Regions from separate parts of the Mus musculus genome. Here all the other regions are linked to region 1. Evidence: chromatin contacts called from public ChIA-PET and HiChIP or PLAC-seq data. All regions are on one chromosome and are shown on one strand. The core of a region is the stretch at or near the end of the contact, and the rest is flanking DNA. Distances in the headings are between cores, read along the strand shown.

What was found. ChIA-PET counts read pairs in DNA pulled down with a chosen protein or histone mark. HiChIP or PLAC-seq counts read pairs in DNA pulled down with a chosen protein or histone mark.
Region 2: an RNA polymerase II ChIA-PET map of memory CD8 T cells shows a contact between it and region 1, with 9 read pairs. The contact joins two enhancer-like sites. A contact is called at or near these places in 11 of 39 promoter capture datasets (the 3T3-L1 cell line, 3T3-L1-derived adipocytes, cranial neural crest and 6 more), 2 of 115 datasets of contacts at active chromatin or transcription factors (memory CD8 T cells and pancreatic cancer cells) and 3 of 9 other capture datasets (adipose tissue, liver and pancreatic islet).
Region 3: a contact with region 1 is called in an HNF4G HiChIP or PLAC-seq map of pancreatic cancer cells. The contact joins the promoter of Socs1 here to the enhancer-like site in region 1. A contact is called at or near these places in 11 of 39 promoter capture datasets (the 3T3-L1 cell line, 3T3-L1-derived adipocytes, cranial neural crest and 6 more), 5 of 484 Hi-C or Micro-C datasets (liver, muscle stem cells, natural killer cells and 1 more), 2 of 115 datasets of contacts at active chromatin or transcription factors (memory CD8 T cells and pancreatic cancer cells) and 3 of 9 other capture datasets (adipose tissue, liver and pancreatic islet).
Region 4: a contact with region 1 is called in a FOXA1 HiChIP or PLAC-seq map of pancreatic cancer cells. The contact joins the promoter of Rmi2 here to the enhancer-like site in region 1. A contact is called at or near these places in 10 of 39 promoter capture datasets (cranial neural crest, embryonic stem cells, frontonasal cranial neural crest and 6 more), 2 of 115 datasets of contacts at active chromatin or transcription factors (memory CD8 T cells and pancreatic cancer cells) and 1 of 9 other capture datasets (adipose tissue).

Annotation. Positions count from the first base shown.
Region 1 is chr16:10,975,281-10,979,631 of GRCm38.p6, forward strand. The region is part of intron 1 of Litaf (LPS-induced TN factor); the gene reads right to left. Among named protein-coding and RNA genes, the nearest start is that of Litaf, 16 kb to the right of the region's middle. Within about 2 kb of position 1,256, at least 163 of the 459 cell types and tissues checked have an H3K27ac peak or open chromatin away from gene starts, as enhancers often do. A contact at or near this core is called in adipose tissue, hematopoietic stem and progenitor cells, liver and 5 more, where this site is marked.
Region 2 is chr16:10,803,141-10,807,912 of GRCm38.p6, forward strand. No RefSeq gene overlaps it. Among named protein-coding and RNA genes, the nearest start is that of Prm1, 8.7 kb to the left of the region's middle. Within about 2 kb of position 3,186, at least 42 of the 459 cell types and tissues checked have an H3K27ac peak or open chromatin away from gene starts, as enhancers often do. A contact at or near this core is called in memory CD8 T cells, where this site is marked.
Region 3 is chr16:10,782,643-10,787,071 of GRCm38.p6, forward strand. Socs1 (suppressor of cytokine signaling 1) reads right to left here and starts at 2,894. Exons shown (of 2, transcript NM_009896.2): 1 at 2,789-2,894; 2 at 1,166-2,279. The coding sequence starts at 2,229. The coding sequence ends at 1,591.
Region 4 is chr16:10,833,268-10,837,609 of GRCm38.p6, forward strand. Rmi2 (RecQ mediated genome instability 2) reads left to right here and starts at 1,792. Exons shown (of 2, transcript NM_001162932.1): 1 at 1,792-2,123. The coding sequence starts at 1,823. It also overlaps the pseudogene Gm17913.

The DNA of each region.
Region 1 (4,351 bases), core at 6-2,505:
GTCCTTCCAAGGACCTTAGACCTGAAACCAGCCAGTTAACACCCACACCACACCCTAACTAGAATGACCAATGTCCCTCCCTGGCCCCATGCTCCTGTCTCATCTCTGTCACCACTGCAAAGATCTGCACTGGCAGTCTTGCTTACATGTCCCCAAGCAGGCTTTGTCTCCGTAGGCCTCCCTCTGACGGCTGCCAGCGTCCACCTGAGACAAGTGCACAGAGCACACAGGACAGGTAGGAGCCCTGCCTCAGCTGCCAGCATCCTAGCTCTTTGCTGTAGCTGTCCAGGGCACCTTCCCATTGCCTGTCTTCCTGACTCCCTGTGGGTTCTGTAAAGAGCAAGAATGGAAATGTGTTAATAGCACCTTAGCAGCTATAAGCACGGCCAAAACGTCACGGTGACTCACAGGTGAGCCACTACTCCACCCTACCTAAGACAGAAAAGGCTTCCCTGAATAAGTAACACTTTGGGTACAAAATCCAGGAAAGTCCCAAGCAATGTAGAACAAGATAGTCCCAGTGGTACCGAGAAAACACTTGCAGAGAACAGTACCGACGTTTAAATGCCACACAAGACCCATCTCGAGATCTGGAAGGATAGAGTTAGGTAGGTGTAGTTGATGTAGGCCTGTAATTCCCAAGGAGGCTGGGCTGGAGGGTCAAGGCCAGGCTGGGCTATATAGACCCTCTCAAAAAGGGGGTGCATTAGGGAGATAGGTCAGTTGGTGATATGTTTGTCTTGAAAACACAAAGACCTGAGTCTGACCCCCCAAAACCCATGTTTTAAAAATAGCTAGGCATAATACTTCATGGCTATGAGGTAGAGACAGGCAACTCTCTGGGGCTCACTTGGCAGTAATCTTCGCCTACTGGGTGACCTCTAGGTCAGTAAGGTGGAACTCCCAAGAAACTACAATCAAGGCTGACGTCTGTCCTCCTCACACAGACGCAATGGGTCATCTGGAAACAAAAGCTCTGACTTAGAATCTAAGGAGAGGAAGTGGTCAGTCTGTCAGTCAGGGGAAGTCGCTGACGTCATGACAAGTGTTCATGCGGCACTTCACACTTCCATTCAGATGTGAGGCTCTAGTGAGAGCTGGGCAGAGTGGCTGGCCACTTTCCGGACGGAGACTGCAGCCAGCCCTTTGCTACCTCCAGATTCCTACTGGTGAAATATGGCTCAGCAGGGTGCCCTGGAATGTCCAGGCAGGAGGTCAAGCAAGCCACGATGTGGGTGGATAGACACTGACAGGGAAGTGTGGAGGCGGTAGCAGAGCATGTTGAAACCAGAGAGAGGAAAACAAAGCGCCAGTTTAGCAGGCTCACAGCTTGCTCATTTTGTAATCGCTGGTGAATGCTCATGTGGCACAAGTCCCCAGGCTGGTGGAAGGGGCTTCTTTCGAGGTCCACCCATCCCTGGGTCTAGGGAAGGATAAGGACAAGATTAAGGGGGTGCATTAGGGAGATAGGGTTGAAGACAAGGGTGTAGGCGAGGAGGGGAAAGACCCCATCCTTCCTCTCTGTCATGAGGGACAAAGGGACAAAGACAAGTTGAAAGGATCTGGAGGGCAGACGGTGACTCCTGGACCTCCAGATGTCCTGTAGGCTAAAGGCTGTCAACACGCCCCAGTAGCACCAAACAACCAGCTCTGAGTCCCACGGGGAGATCCACTCAACAGTGACTCCTGCGTGGGCCCCTCCTGACACCTCCCTACGTGGCTTCCTGACATTCTGAACGGATTCTGCCTCTTCCTGGGGCATGAGTAAATTCTGCAACCTTAACTCGGTTTACCCCAAGACAAGTCAGCGACTCCTGCATGCAGAGTTCGGAGCTGCGTGTCATCATAAGAGCCTTTCTAAAAGGAAGACAAAATCAGAGGCTACACTAACCCTGGAAAATGTAGAGGAAGAAGCCACAGGCCAAGGTAGAGCCCCTCTCCCATGTCCAAATGACCCCTACCAGAACAAAGCCAAGATGGCACCTTAACATTGGCCCAAGGACCCACCTGAGGATGTGTCTCATTCTCTGCCATCCCGTATTGTATGTTCTTTTATTGTTGTTTTTAGGCAGGGCTGAGGCTAGCCATAGACTTCTGACCCTCCTGGCTTTTCACCTCCCTAGTACTAGAATTCTAGGCCTGTGGCACCATTGCTGGATTATGTTGTGCTGGGGACTGAACAGGTCTTTGTGCCTGCTAGGCAAGCACTCCTCCAACTGAGCTATACTCTCAGCCCCTCTGACTCCATTTTAAGCTGTGAGTTGGCTCTCCTCTGTGTAATTGAGGCCTGTAAGCTCCCAGAGGGCTTCTGGTACGACAGACCCTGTCTTCTAGGCAGCTTTCTGCCCAGGCCTCACAGGGGCCTCACCTTTTCTCTATCACAGTGAAGTCTACTCCTTGGCCCTACCACCTCTCTCTCTCACACACACAGGTGCACCCTCTCTCACTGGTACACCTTCTGTACAAGGCCTCTTCCTTCCCTGGCCACAGCCCCTTCCTAATTTCTGCTTTCCTCAGGTTCTGAGCTCAGGCTTGGGGACCACATCTTCCTGGCAAGATAATGCTACCCTGACTTGTGGTTTCTTTCCACAGTGGGTCACCAACAACTCAGGGTTCCCTCACTCAACTCAAACCCTACAAACAGAGCACAGGCCTTCCCCCGGCCATGCCCTGTACGTCTTCCCATTCTAGGCAGGCCTCACCCTCTCAAAACAGGGACGCTCCACCACCACGAAGGGAAAGAACGCCATAGCTCTCCACACTCCCAGCAGATGAAAACCTGCCATGTGGAACACAGCACATCTCAGAGTGGTAGAGTCCAAATTCCGGCAAATGATCCAGAGAAAAAAAATCTGCAACAAACCGCAAGTGAGACAGCACAACTAACCATAACGTGGGACCCTAGATAGGACAGAAGAACTGGTGGCATCCAAACGAGATGTGCAGTTTGGCTGAGGGGTGGCATGCCCATGCCTAGCCCTCAGTAGTGTGATGTCCCTCATGAGGAGTCACAGCAGGCTGCACTGAGTGCCGTCAGTCCGACTTGTCCTCAAGCAGAGCATGTTGAAAACCTGACCCCCAACAGTGTGGTTCTGGGAAGTGGGGACTAAAGAACAGATTGAAAAACCAAAACAAACAAACAAACAAACAAACAAACAAAAAACCCAAAAAAACAGATCATCAATGTATCTAGTGACAAGTGTTGATATAAAAGGCAGGTTTAGTGGCCTTCCTCCTCCGCCTCAGTCCTCTGCCACGTGACTTGGTTCTCCCTCATACCGTTTGCTAATGGACTTCCAGCTTTTATAACTGAAAACTAATTAGTTTCTGTTGATTATCATAAGTTTACCCAGTTCTAGGAGGAAGATGGGGGTCAACGGGTGGAGTCCTTGCTTAACACACATGAAGCCATAGGTCTGACTGTCAGCACCTAAGTAAGGAGGGAGGGAGGTAGGGGGATGGCATGTTCAAGGTCATTGTTCTTAGCTATATAGGGAGGTCAAGGTCAGCCAGAGATTCACAATGAGATTGTTTTTATGAATTTATGTATGTATGTATGTATGTATGTATGTATGTATTTATTTATTTTGAGACAGGGTTTCTTCTGTGATGCCCTGGCTGTCCTAGAACTTGCTCTGTAGACCAAGTTGGCCTCAAACTCAGAGTTCTGCCTGCCTCTGCCTCGAGTGCTGGGATTAAAGGTGTGCCACCACTGCCCACTTCTATAAGTCAAGCATGGTGGTACATCTTTAACACCAGTACTCAGAGACAGAGGCTGGTGGATCTCTACATTTGAGGCCAGCCCAGTCTACATAGTGTGTTCCAGGACAGCCATAGCTGCATAACAGAGAGACCCTGTCTCGATAACAATAAACAAAGAAGGCGAGAGCTGGACTCAGCTGGCGGAATGCTTGGCCGGCAATGCACAGCCCCGAGCTGGACTGTTTCAATTACAGAAACGTCATGTATCCTCTTACTGTAGTAAACACAGGATGGGACCCGGGAGGCAGGTGCTGCCCTGATGGACAGCTGGAATGTACACGTCTTTGGAACTGAGTAACAGCTGGAGGGGGAGAGGCCAGCAGCAGCCAAGACAGGAGAGGAAAAGGACTTTAGGGGCACCTCCAAAAGTGAGAAGGGACCCTGAGCTCACCATAGTCGCACCAGAGTGTCAGGCTAGGGCCTTCTTTCTGGCTGAGAGCTCAGGAAAAAACTGAAGTAGTAAAAGCACAGGCATGCCCCAAGGCTCTGTGCGGGAGGCCAGTGTAAGATCCACAGTTGGCAGAAGAAATTCTTAAAGATGGTAAAGTCCTATGTGGTTGCTTCTAACCACAGCTAGCAAAACAAAGAG
Region 2 (4,772 bases), core at 1,936-4,435, 170 kb before region 1:
TATGATATATGATGCCCTCTTCTGGTGTGTCTCTTCTTCTTCTTCTTTTTTTTTTAATTAGATATTTTCTTCATTTACATTTCAAATGCTGTCTGGTGTGTCTCTCTGATGAAGAGAGTGACAGTATCAGTATACTCACATACATAAAATAAATAAATCTTTAAAAATAATAAAAAGAGCTGCCTTGGTCATGGTGTCTGTTCACAGCAATAAAACCCTAACTGAAACACTCACCCACTTAGCTTTCTGTCTGACCGTGGGTATAGAATTTCACATGCCCTATCATGATGCTCTTCTGCCCAAGCCCAGGAGACCAGTGACCATAGTACTGAGACTTTGTGGGCCTCCAAATGCTGAGTGACAGGGGCAGACCACCAAGCCACCCACTTAGCCACCTACCCACTGTGGTTTAAATAAAGACTCTTGGCATGCATCCACCCCTACTTTCTTCCTTGGAGCTGAGACACTTAAGGAAAACTTTTTCTCCAGCCTGGGGCAGGAGCCCAGGGCTCACACTGCTGGCAATGGCTCTCTACAGAGCCTCCTTTCTCCTGTTCTTGTCTCTTTCTTCCCTCTCCTTTTCCCCCATGAGTATTGATGAATCCCCACTCTTTCACTTTCGCCTTCCCAGGATGACTTGTGTGTTCTCAGCAGCACTATCACCATCTGGGTTCTTGAACACTGAGTGTCTCCAAGTGAGAAGTATTTGGGGTGTTGGTGTCTTAGCCTGGCACTATGTCCTATGTGTCACACACACTGGCTCTGTTTCCTGAGAGAGAGGGGACAGAGGGAGAGGGAAAGGGAGAGGAAAGAGAAGTGGCATATATGAAGCCGTAGAAGAGGGGGAGGAGGAAGAGGAGGAGAAGGAGGAGATGGCCTCCATGGTTTTCGAGGCACAGGAGTCCCCTTCCACTGTCGCTTTGCATTCCTTTTATGAGTAATGTAATTACTCAGGTCAGGTCAGGAGCCACCTATCCAGGATCTGCAGCCTGTGCACAGCACCCAACCATCCAGTGGGAGGAAGAGGGCTTTGAATTGGCTGTGTGGCTAAGTAGCTGAAGATGACCTTGAACTCCTGATTTTCCTGCCTCCACTTCCCCATTGCTGGGATTACAAGCATTACACCAGACTTTTTTTTTTTTTTTTTGGTTTTTCGAGACAGGGTGTCTCTGTGTAGCTCTGGCTGTCCTAGAACTCACTCTGTAGACCAGGCTGGCCTCGAACTCAGAAATCCGTCTGCCTCTGCCTCCCAAGTGCTGGGATTAAAGGCGTGCGCCACCCCGCCCGGCTTACACCAGACTTTTAAATTTGCCTTTTAGCACCTAAAGCCAGTACATATTAAGAAAGAGTATGCGATGTTCCCGCACATGTTCACACTATAATGCATAAGTCACAGTAAGACTATCTACTTCCCTCACACACACACAGGACGGATGTGTGTGTGTGTGTGTGTGTGTGTGTGTGTGTCTGTGTGTGTGTGTTTGCATTCATAAGTCCCTGCAAAGTCAGATACGGACATTGAGTATTGTTCCTTGGGCACCATCTCCCTTGCTATGGGGGGAATCTCTTGCTATCCTAGAACTCTCAGTGTAGGCTAGGCTGACTAGCCAGTGGGTCCCAGGGCTCTTCCTGCTTCTGCCTCCATTGCAAGTACATGTCACCACCCCTGTGTGCCTAGGTCACACATGGGGCCTCATGCTCGCAAGGTAAGTGCTGTACTGACTGAGCCATCTCCCCAGCCCTTATTTCTTTATGGTAGAAACATTTGCTCTTTCTGGGGGTGTTTGAGGACACACAGTTTGAGAGCAAGAAAAGATCAAGCCAGAAGTGTGGGTGGCACATATACTTTCAGTCCCAGAACTCAGAAGGCAGAGACAGGAAGGTCTTTGTGAGTTCAAGTTCAAGGCCAGCTGGGGCTACAAGTGAGACCCTGTCCCCAAAAACAAAACAAAAACAAAAAACAACAAAAAAAAAAATCAGGCATAGTTGCTATTGCCTATAATCCCAACACTGAAGACTGAGGCAGGGCTGGGCGGTGGTGGTGCATGCCTTTAATCCCAGCACTCGGGAGGTAGAGGCAGGCGAATTTCTGAGTTTGAGGCCAGCCTGGTCTACAGAGTGAGTTCCAGGACAGCCAGGGCTACACAGAGAAACCCTGTCTTGAAAAAAAAAAACAAAAACAAAACAAACAAACAAACAAAAAAAAGACTGAGGCAGGAGAATTGTCACAAATTCAAGGGCAGCCTAGGCTATACAATGAGATCCTAACAAAGCAAAGGGCCAGGGGAATGGCTCAGTGAATAAGGTGCTTGCTTTGTAAGTATGAGGACCAGAACCTGGACCTTCAGAACCCAGGTAAACTAGGCAGGTGTGGGCACTCAGGAGGCAGTGATGGGGATATCTGGGGCAATCTGGCAAGTTAGACTAGATGGGATTGCCAAACTGAATTAAAGGAGAGACCATGCATCAAAAAAGTGGAGTGTTACTGAACAACCTCAGCCCTTCACATGTTCACACATATCATGTATCCACACACATGCATGTAGACGCATACATGCTCAGACAGATGGTCGTGCACCTGGAGAGATGGCTCGTACCACCAAGCTCGATGACTGAGTGTAATCTCCAGGACCCACGAATGGAAGAAGACTGACTCTCACAAGTTGTTCTCTGATCTTCTCACTCTCACTGCCGTTCACGGATGCTCATGCACATAAGCACACAAAAAATATTAGTGCGATAAAGTTAAGACAAAGGAAGTTCAGTGCAATTGGGAACACGAAGTTTGATCGTTTCAGGCTAGCCTTGGCAACATAATGAGACTGTTCCAAAAACAAAACAAAAACAAGCAAACCAGGAAAAGGTAACATTTTAAGAAGGCAGAGTCTTTGGCTAAATAGTGTGCTGGGGAGATTTAGAATGGCCATGAAGGAACCTTCTGGAACTCATTACCAGGGATCTTTCTGTGACTGGTGAAATAGTCAAATAGCTCATAGGTATTCTTGTGTGTGTTTCTCAAGGACAAGCCAGCCAGGTCCCTTCTGTGGCCCTGCACACCTACAGGTCCCATAAGTCACCCATCTGACAGGAAAGAGAAACTTAAGTGGCCAACTGTGGCTCATTTGCACTTGCTCTGTGGTTGGTTGCCACAGCTGGCTGCTCTAAGTGAAGAAGGCAGCAGTTCACGGTAAGCTATCAGCACGTGTGCACAGTGTTCTGCACCCTAGGACAGCTGCAGCGCCTGGGGGAAGCCAGGACAGTGGCAGAGCTGGGGGAACCACCAGGCAGTATCCACAACCCCTCCCCGCCCCCTGCCCAAAGCAACAACCTACAGTGGGGACTCGGTCTGAGCCAGGGCCTCAGTTTCTCCATCTGCAAAGGGGCAGTAAAGCCCTTGTCTTGAAGTCTAGCAGTAGAGTGCCCATGTCGTGGTACTGGTATACAGAATTTCAGAACAAGAATACAGAAATACAAATGAAACGATTGTTTCTGAATTAAAGTAGAAGAAAGCAAGCCAAGCCCTGCCCGACAGTCTCATCTGAAAAGAGAAGAAAGCTGGGGTGAATGTACTCTGCGTCTCCTATTTATTGCTATTCAGGTTGGGTTACAGGAAGGGAAACAAACACAAAACAGCCTTTGTCCTGCAGGTCACAATGTGTGTGGGTACTAGCTTGCAGTTAAAACAGTGTTTCGATGAGAGCTGAAATCTCTCTGGGACCCATTTAGAGCTGGCACTTTCCAAGCACTTGTGAGGAGACCTTTCTGGAGCACGTGTGAGCACAGGTCTCCAGGCCCAGACACGGGCATTCACTGTGAAGAGAAGCAGTGCAGGCTTGTCTTCCTCACCTCTACCTTTCAGAAAAAATGTTTAGGGTTGGTGTCACCATCTCCAGTCCAAAGAGGGGACTCCAAACCTAGTCCTTTCTGGTTCAAAAAGGTGTCTGACTGACAGCCTCAGCTCCAAGCCCTGGAGATGCTGATGTTAGCTGAACCAGTTGAGGCTGGCAGAGATACCTGCATTGGACTTTGAGAAGATGGGCTACAGTTACCAGGACCTAGAGATGTGAATGAGCCTCGTGATGAACACAAGTCTCTCCAAGGCAAGGACCGACTAAGTCCTCAGCTGCAGACCCCAAGCTGGGCCAGAGCTCACAGAGAAAGGAAAGGAAGCTATCAGGTAGAAGCAGACAGCCAAGCTTGTCTGAGCCTCCATCTCCACATCCACCAGGATCAGCAGCAGGAACTTTGCTAGCTTCATGTAAGGACCAAAAGCAACAAAGTGGGCCAGCATATATGAACAGGAGGTAGAGGACTGTGACTGTACAGGGTGCTTCCTTCCTGTCCAGGCTCTGTAGTGTCTGCTGGGTACAGGTCTTGGCCTCTCTCTGATTCATCTAATTCACACTATGGGGCTGTGGCAATAAAACTTAGTCCTAGTATGAGGACCCACGTTTAATCCCAGAACCTACATAAAAAGCCAGGAGTAGTGGTACCAGTATGGGGAAAGTAGAGAGAAGGGGGATGGGGTTTGCTGGCCTAATCTGTGAGCTCCAGGTTCAGAGAACCCTGTTTCAAAAACTAAGGTGAGGCGTGACTAGGGAAGACCTCAAATGTCTGGCCTACACACCCGTGTGTACACATACCATACAGACTAATTCACATTCCATAGATAGTTACTCCGTGCTGGGGGTGTGTCGGGAGCTCCCTGCCTCAGTCTCCTCATCAGTAGAGAGGCCATGGTATTGTTGCTTGCCTTACACAGGTGCATGGGA
Region 3 (4,429 bases), core at 1,644-4,143, 190 kb before region 1:
GTCCAGGTGTCAAGCAGGGGTTTCCCAGCTAGCTGCCTCCTCCCTCCACCCCCAAGCTCTTGCTGTGGGGATCTGCATGGTACCACAGTACTCACCAGGTCTCTGCCCTTCGCCCTGCTAGACTGAAAAGCAGCATGGGGAGAACCTTATTCATTCACACAGCAGGTTTGGTCCTCCATGCTCTCTCCTCACCTCCCTGAAGGACTGGCCATGCTGGGATGGAGAACCACAGCCATTCTAACGCTCCAGAGAAAGCCCAGACAGTGTCAGTGTGCCCAGAGCAGCCACTTCCTCTGAACGTGATCATTAAGCATTAGGAAAGCCACTAGAAGCATGTCCCAGGCTGCAGGAGTCACAGAACTCATGAAGATGGTGTGGGATGTGGGCCCCTGATGACCAGCAAGCTCCAGGCGTCTGTCTCAGAGCCAGTGCTGGGTCCTTTCTAGTGCCCTGCTTGTGTCTTGGAACAGCCCTTCCAGCTGGGCTCCTAACAGCACCATTGCTTCAGAGGCCCAGAGGCAAAGGGAATTGCCCAAGCCACCAGCAGCACCCAGGCCCCTGCCACCACAGACCACAAAGCAGCTTTCTGGCTCCAAAAAAGTACACAAGGCAGAGTGGGGAGAGGAGGGAAAAGTCAAGCCAGCATGGCCCATCATCCCTCTGAAATGCTTGATGGCTTGCAGAACCACCACTCCTTCCAAAAACTCGGGGAGCCCTGGCCTCTCTGCCCCACCCTCTTCCTGGAAGTAGTTGTGGTCAGAGAAGCAAAGAAGTTTCCTCTCTGTCATCCATTTCAAATTGATGCAGGATGGACAGTTAAAAGGCCCACCTCTCCAGTCCAGGAATGGTCTGTCGTCAATTACCCGTCTCTCAGTTTTCTCCTCTGTATACTGGGGGCAACACAGTACTCAGTGTCAGGGGCTGTCCCTGTAGGATCCCATCACAGAAATACCAGAGACCAGGCACGGATACTCAGGAGCGGCCATCTTCCCAGTCATAAACCACAACTAGCCTGGAAGTTTGGTCCCCATCACTGTGGGTGGAGATGTATATGATGTCCGACCCTCCCCCCTCCCCCCAGCATCCCGAAGACTTCAAGAAAAGTCAGTCTGTATACCCCACTCCCAACCCAGGACGTTTGGCCAAAGCATACGCTCTAGGAATCTTTGTTTCTTTTAAAAAAAAACTTTCATAATAAAGTTTATTACCTAAACTGGCTGTAAAAATATAAAATAGGATATTCTGCACAGCAGAAAAATGAAGCCAGAGACCCTCCCCGACCCCTGGTTTGTGCAAAGATACTGGGAATATGTAAACATGGAGAGGTAGGAGTGGAATTCAGGTCCTGGCCCCAGACACAAGCTGCTACAACCAGGGGGGACCCGGAGGGAGCACCAGGAGGGGAGCACCCCCACCCCTGAGAGGTGGGATGAGGTCTCCAGCCAGAAGTGGGAGGCATCTCACCCTCCACAACCACTCCCTCCGACCCAGGCGGGGAGGGCTCCCACGTGGTTCCAGAAAAATAATAATAATTAATAATAAGAAATAATAAGGCGCCCCCACTTAATGCTGCGGCACAGCGGCAGCCGGTCAGATCTGGAAGGGGAAGGAACTCAGGTAGTCACGGAGTACCGGGTTAAGAGGGATGCGCGCCAGGTTCTCGCGACCCACGGCGGCCACGATGCGCTGGCGACACAGCTCCTGCAGCGGCCGCACGCGGCGCTGGCGCAGCGGGGCCCCCAACATGCGGCGCGGCGCCGCCACGTAGTGCTCCAGCAGCTCGAAAAGGCAGTCGAAGGTCTCGCGGCTGCCGTCCAAGTGGAAGCGGCCGGCCTGGAAGTGCACGCGGATGCTCGTGGGGCCCGAAGCCATCTTCACGCTGAGCGCGAAGAAGCAGTTCCGTTGGCGACTGTCGCGCACCAAGAAGGTGCCCACGGGCTCGGCACGCAGCCGCTCGTGCGCCCCGTGCACGCTCAGGGGTCCCCAATAGAAGCCGCAGGCGTCCAGGAGCGCGCTGGTCCGCGTGATGCGCCGGTAATCGGAGTGGGAGCGGAAGGTGCGGAAGTGAGTGTCGCCAGGGGCTGGGGCTGGGACCGCCGGGCAGGGCCGGGGACGCACGGGGGCCGCTGGCGAGGACGAAGACGAGGACGAGGAGGGCTCTGACCGCCGTCGGGGCTCTGCTGCCGGGGAGATCGCATTGTCGGCTGCCACCTGGTTGCGTGCTACCATCCTACTCGAGGGGCCAGCTGGAGGGGTGGGCCATAGCGTCCGGGGCTGCGCTGATGGGGGAGACAGAGGCAGTGAGCCGGGCGTCCGGGTGGCACAGGCCGGCCAACAGACCCCAAGGAGCGAGAGCGGCACGCAGAATCCGCCCGGAGCTTGAGCCTCGGTGGGCTCATCTGCGAAGTAGGCCGTTCCTGTATGCGGAACCCTTCCAGACTGGCGGTGGAGCCCTGCCTCCCCGCGCGCGTGGAGAAGGGGGCGTGGAGAGGGGCCCGACTCCCGGCCGTCCCCGCTGGTGGCTAGTCGCCTCGCGGCTGCCGCCTACTGGCCACGCCGGGGACTGGAACCCGGGCGGAGGATCAGGGCTCAGGGCCGGAGAGGAGGGGCTGACGGCGCCCCGCTCGAGCGAGGGGCCTCCTGGGGGAGCCGGGGCGGGGGTGGGGGGGCGCCAGAGGCGTGGCATCCTCGACCCTGCCATACAGTCTGCGAGGTTAGTCCTGCCGGGCTCTGCTCCCATCACCTCCCATCCCCTCCCGCCTGCTCCCTCGCAGCTGCCTTGGCTCACCTGGCGGCAGGACGCGGGGAGCCGCGGCTGGGGGCTCCGGGGCGGCTGTCGCGCATGCTCCGGGGCTGGGAGCCGTGCCGCTGCCACGGCCGCAGTTCTCTCTGCTGCTGCCCGCCCCTGCATCAGGCTCTTAAACCAGGCAGGCCCCGCCCACAGGTCCAGCCCACCCCCGCTTTCGGTTTCTCTTTCCGGCAAGTCTTTCGGGTTCTCTCTAGACTCCTGAGGCTCTCCCTGGAGACGGTTCCTCTAACTTGGTTTCGCCTCGCACCTTCCCACATTGGGACCTCTGGGGTTCCGGCTCCAACCGGAATCTTGTGTTCCGTGCCTGGGGTGCTTAGGACTTGGTGCCCGCTCTTTTGCTCTACCTTCGCCCCAAATCGCAGCCCGCCGTGTGGGATGCTAGCGCGGGGCTGACACGCCTCCTCCCCTCCGGGTGTCTGCATTCTTCTGGTTAGGGCTCCGCCTCGCCTGGACCCTGTGCTCCCCAAGCAGCTCCTCCCTGCCAGGGTCCTTCCTGCCCAGGACCCGAAGGCCTTGGCAATCTCGACCCTTCTTGGAACCCGGCTAGCTAGTCCTAGAGACCTGTGGGGCCGCCGCCCTCCTCCAGAGCCGCGTGCGGGCCCCTCCCGTTGGCCATTCGGCCTGGCCTTGGCTTGGGCTTCCCAGGAAGCGGTGGCCTGACCGCAGAGGCTTCAAAGGAAGCCTAAGGCGGTGCGGGAGGGGCGCCCCCGCTCCCGGCCTAGTTCCTCGGAAACCGGGCGGGGTTGGGCTGGGTTCCCAGGGGCCTGGACTCACTCTCTGCACTCTTACTACGTGGGCAGCCGGAGAAACTGAGGCCCCGGGCGGGGCTGTGATTCCAAAAAAAGCTGTAATCCCCAAACTTTTGGTCAAGACTCCAGCAAGCATCTGCCTGTACAAGGGGCCCCGAGCACACCTTGGCTTAGGATCCAGGCAGTCAGACCTATCATTAGGACACTGTGTGGTTTCGTGATTCAGTTTGTCCTGAAAGGCCAGGAGTGGGTGCCTGGCTGACGATGTTTATGAATGAAGGCGGATGAGGTTCGCGTGCAGGCTTCCCTGTGCTCACAGTGACGCACACTGCCCTCTACAGGTTTCTCTGTTAGCTGTCAGGCGGCTCCTCTGAAGCTCTGAGGCCAAGTCCTGGTCTCCCCAGACAGAGCACAGAGCGCCATATTTCATCCTAAGCACAACCAAACTTATCTTGTGGTGCTTGAATTTGTGTGGCTGTGGTTGTGGTGCAGCCATGGTCAGTCTAACCCTTGGTGGGCGATAAAGGCTGGGTTTGTAGCACTGCCTCCCTCTAGCGCGTCTCAGCCTAGACTGGCCTTCAGGTCTTTCTGGTCTGGCAAGCATCACGGATGCTTGTTTGCAGTGCTGGGGACTAAACACAGGGCCTTGTACCAGCCTATTTTAGTAGTACTGGGGTTGGTGAACTCCATCCCCAAACTGTGCTTCCAGCCCAGGCAAAGTGAGGAAAACCTCTTGGGGTACAGTATCCCCTTGGGACTTGGCAGGCTTATTGGTGCTGAGGTGGGTGACAAGGCTGGGCTGGCTCCTGCAGGCCTGCCTCCCTGCCAAGCTCTTGGCAGACCTTTTCAGAAGAACCCTATAAATAGAGGA
Region 4 (4,342 bases), core at 542-3,041, 140 kb before region 1:
CTGATCAGCTGTAATCAATCACAAACATGGGTTTTTAGTTCAGTGTTCAGTATTGCTGATCTCAGAATACTACACTGTGTAAGAAGACTTAGTGATAGCCGGGCAGTGGTGGCGCACGCCTTTAATCCCAGCACTTGTGAGGCAGAGGCAGGCGGATTTCTGAGTTCAAGGCCAGCCTGGTCTACAGAGTGAGTTCCAGGACAGCCAGGGCTACACAGAGAAACCCTGTCTCGGAGAAGGAAAAAAAAAGAAGAAGAAGACTTAGTGATAAATTAGTCACTCAAAGGTGGCAAGTTTTGTTTGTTTGTTTGTGTTTTTAAAGATATTTTGCATTTATTTACTGTGTGTGTGTAGTGGGAAGAGTTAGGATTCAGACTTGGGACAAACAGCTGAGGTGCATTTTTTACAAACCAAAGTGGACTTCATCTCCAGGTTCTCCCATCCTTCCAGCATCCCTTAGTTCCTACCTTGCACCTTGTATACCCACCTGTCTCTCTCTCCCTCTCTGCATTCTCTCTCTCTCCCTCTCTGCATTCTCTCTCTCTCCCTCTCTGCATTCTCTCTCTCTCCCTCTCTGCATTCTCTCTCTCTCTCTCTCCCAGCACATGCACACTCTTTCTCTACCCCCTCCCCTCTGTCTTCCTCCCCATGTCGACTTCCCTGGCCTCCTTCCTTGGGACCAGAGAACCGACCCAAGAGCGGCTTCCCCATAAGCCTGCCTTTGCGTACTTCGATTTGGCTTGAATTGACTCATTTCACCAGCAGAGAATAACTTACCAGGATGCACGTGTGCCGCAGCGCACTTGTGGAAGTCAGAGAACAATTTATGGGAGTTAATTCTCACATGGGTTTTGGGAATGGAACTCTGATCTGATATCAGATTTGGTGGCAAGTGATTTTGCCTGGTGAGCATTCTTGCTAGGTAAACACTCTCCTATAGAGCAATATCCCGAACTGAAAGAGGAAATTGTTTAATTTACTTGTTATGGTGTTTCCAGGAAGGGCTCTTGTATACCAGGTTGGACTCCAATTCACTCTGTGGCTAAAGATGACCTTGAACTCATCTTCCAGCCCTGGTGAGTGCTAGAGTTAAATAGGTGTGAACCACCAAAATTTGTTTTGATACTTTTTTAATCGTTAAATTCAAATAAGTGTATTTATTTTCTTTTTAAAGATTTCCCCTGATAAAACTCTTATAATTTCAGGAATACTGTGTGTGTGTGTGTGTGTGTGTGTGTGTGTGTGTGTGTAGTCTGGGCACAAGACCAATTTCTAAAGATGCTTGATATCTTAACCAAAGTTACCAGCGCAGCGCATATTCAGCGTCATCTCTGAGGTATTAAAAGAGTACAACCAATCCATTCATAAATTTGTGTTTGGGGCCATGCTTAAACTATTCCTCTGGAACTCTCTCTCCTGTGTGTAGATGTGATTTCGTATCAAAAAGGTCCAAGGGATCTACTTGCATCTCGGCTTTTCGTGTGGTAATGTTTTGCTAAGGGTGCACATTTTATTTCGGCTCTTAAAATTAATCGATCATCTACAACTACTGTTGAGTGCGTCTTATTTTTTAGTAAACTGGAACGGAGACATATGGCTTAAATCGTTGCTCTTCCTTAGGAGAGGAAATTCCGTATCTCCCTGCATTTGTTAGCGTATCTATTTTCTATTTAATTCAGTTGAATCTTTCAGCTTCTGGCGGTTACGCGGCTGTCCCGCCCCCATCCATTGGCTGCCTCGGGCAGGCGCGCTCTTGATTGGCTGCCGCTCGCCAAACCCCCGCCGTCCGTCAGAGTTGGCGGGAAAGCGGTGGTGGCGCAGCATGGCGGCTGCGGCGTCCGAGTCGCTGTCCTCCGGTGGCCCCGGGGCCGTGCGGCTGCCGCGCTTGCCGCCACTCAAGGTACTGGCAGGACAGCTGCGGCGGCACGCAGAGGGTGGCCCGGGCGCGTGGCGGCTGTCGCGGGCGGCGGTGGGCCGCGCTCCGCTGGAGCTGGTGGCCGTGTGGATGCAGGGTACCGTGCTGGCGGCGGAAGGCGGCCAGGCCCGGCTGCGCGACTCGAGCGGAGCCTTCTCTGTGCGCGGCCTGGAGCGCGTACCACGCGGCCGGCCCTGCCTCCTCCCAGGTAACGTGGGCGGGACCGGCTCTGCAGGTCCTCCCCGGGGCGGGGCGGGGCGGGGCGGTCCCACCTCCAGGCTCTAGCCCTCCTTCCTGGCCCAGCCCCTGTCAAGTGACTCCCCACCCATCCTCTTGGATGACAGCAACACCTATCCCCGCTTTCTAAGATGTAGGTTCCAGCCGGGCCTGGAGGTACACATCTTCCATCCCAATACTAGGAGTCTGAGGCAGGAGGATGGCAAAGTTCAAAGCCTGACTGAGCTACGAAGTGAGTTTAAGGCCAACGTAAGGCAACTCAGTGAGAGCCTGTCTCAGAACAAAAAGTAAAGAGGGCCTGGGGTGGGAGCACTTCCTAACATTGATGAGTCCTTGGGTTTAACCCAGACAGCGAGAATAGTAAACAAGTACATCTACTAAAACGCCTGTAGGTTCCCGAGGCTATCCCACCTTCCCAGTTTTGAGCCTTGCAATTCTGTGTCACAGTTCTATCCCTGTAGATGTTTTTCTCATTTTTCCCCGTATGTTTTGAAAATAATTTCTCAGGAAATGTCTGCTTGTCTTTTTCTCTGTGTGTGTGTGTGTGTGTGTGTGTGTGTGTGTGTGTGTGTGTTTTTAAGGCAGTGTCTAGCCTAGACTGACCTAAAATTCATTGTGTAGCTTGGACACCCGGGCTTCCTGCTTCCATCTCCTGAGTGCTAGGATTCTAGGCATATGCTGCTCCATCTGGTTCATACGCTGCTGGGAATCAAACTGGGGGCTTTGTGCATGCTACGCAAGCAATCCCAGCCCTAAGTCTGTACTCATATTTTTGTTTGTTTGTTTGTTTGTTTGTTTTTTCGAGACAGGGTTTCTCTGTATAGCCCTGGCTGTCCTGGAACTCACTTTGTAGACCAGGCTGACCTCGAACTCAGAAATCCACCTACCTCTGTCTCCCTAGTACTGGGATTAAAGGCATGTGCCACCACGCCCAGCAGGTTTTCTGAGTCTTAAGAGTTGTTTCTAATACCCTCTAAGGAGATGCTGATATTGCAGGGTTTGAGGCTGCCCTTTGAGCTACTGCAGTTCTTGCACTGTGGTTCTGATAGCTTGACTCTAGCATCTGGTCCAATGCCTGGCACTTGTGTGTTCTGAGAAGCAGATGTTCTGAGACCGGCATCAGGTACCTGGAGCCTCATCTCATTAGGAAACACATATCATACACAGGGCCTCGTGAACTGCGTGGTTGCACCTGTGACCCAGATAGACAAGGCCTGCCTATACTTGACTCTGAAGCTTCAACACAGGCTCCAGGAGACTTCTAAAGGAAGCCTACAGATTCAGCAGGCCTGCCTTTCCATGGCTTCCTTCTCTGTAAAAATCAGCCCTGCCTCTCTAAAGAATGCTTCCTGCTCAGAAAGTCTTGAATTCTGTCTAGAGGCAGAGTCAGGGTCTCTGACCTAGGCTATTTTTTTTTTTTTTTCCAAGACAGAGTTTCTCTGTGTAACCCTGGATGTCCTGGGTTTACACTCTGTAAACCAGGCTGGCCTCGAACTCAGAAATCTGCCTGCCTCTGCCTCCCCAGTGCTGGGATTAAAGGCGTGCGCCATTATATCTGGCCTATGTTTTACATTTTGACATGTCTACAAAAAAATCCTGATGTATGAAATGTATATGCAGTTTGAAATCAGCATCTACAAAGTGAAGTTTTATTGGCCTGAAATGCATTTGTAATTTGCAAAAGGTTAGGGTCACCATCTCACTGTACTGACATGGCTTAGCAGTTGTGACAGCAATCATTCCTATGACCCCAAAAAAGCCTGAGTTCTGTAATCTGCTCCCTTACAGAGAAAGTTGACTGCCCTTGGCCTTAACTTTGACTTTGCTTAAATTCCATGTTGTTTGGTGTCCCAGCCCAGGCAATGTCCCTTGAAAGCAGCTTTGAACAGTGTCTCAAGCCTAGTTCCAACACTGGAATAAGCCTGCCATCTAGCAGATGTCCCTGTGTTGGACTGAAGCTATTGGCCTCACCCTCTAGCCTGTATGCCCAGGGCCAGGGCCAGGGCCTGTGCTGTTTCTTCTTGCTCATGAATCATCTCGGGAGCAGCCAGGGATGTCCACAAGGCACCGTTGTAGACGTGAACCCAGGGTGCATGTGCACAGAGTGATGACAGCACTTTTTCTTGAGTGTTGCTCATGGTGCCTGCCTCAGTGTTAGTCAGGTAGAAAGCAAAAGCCTACTATGTGCTG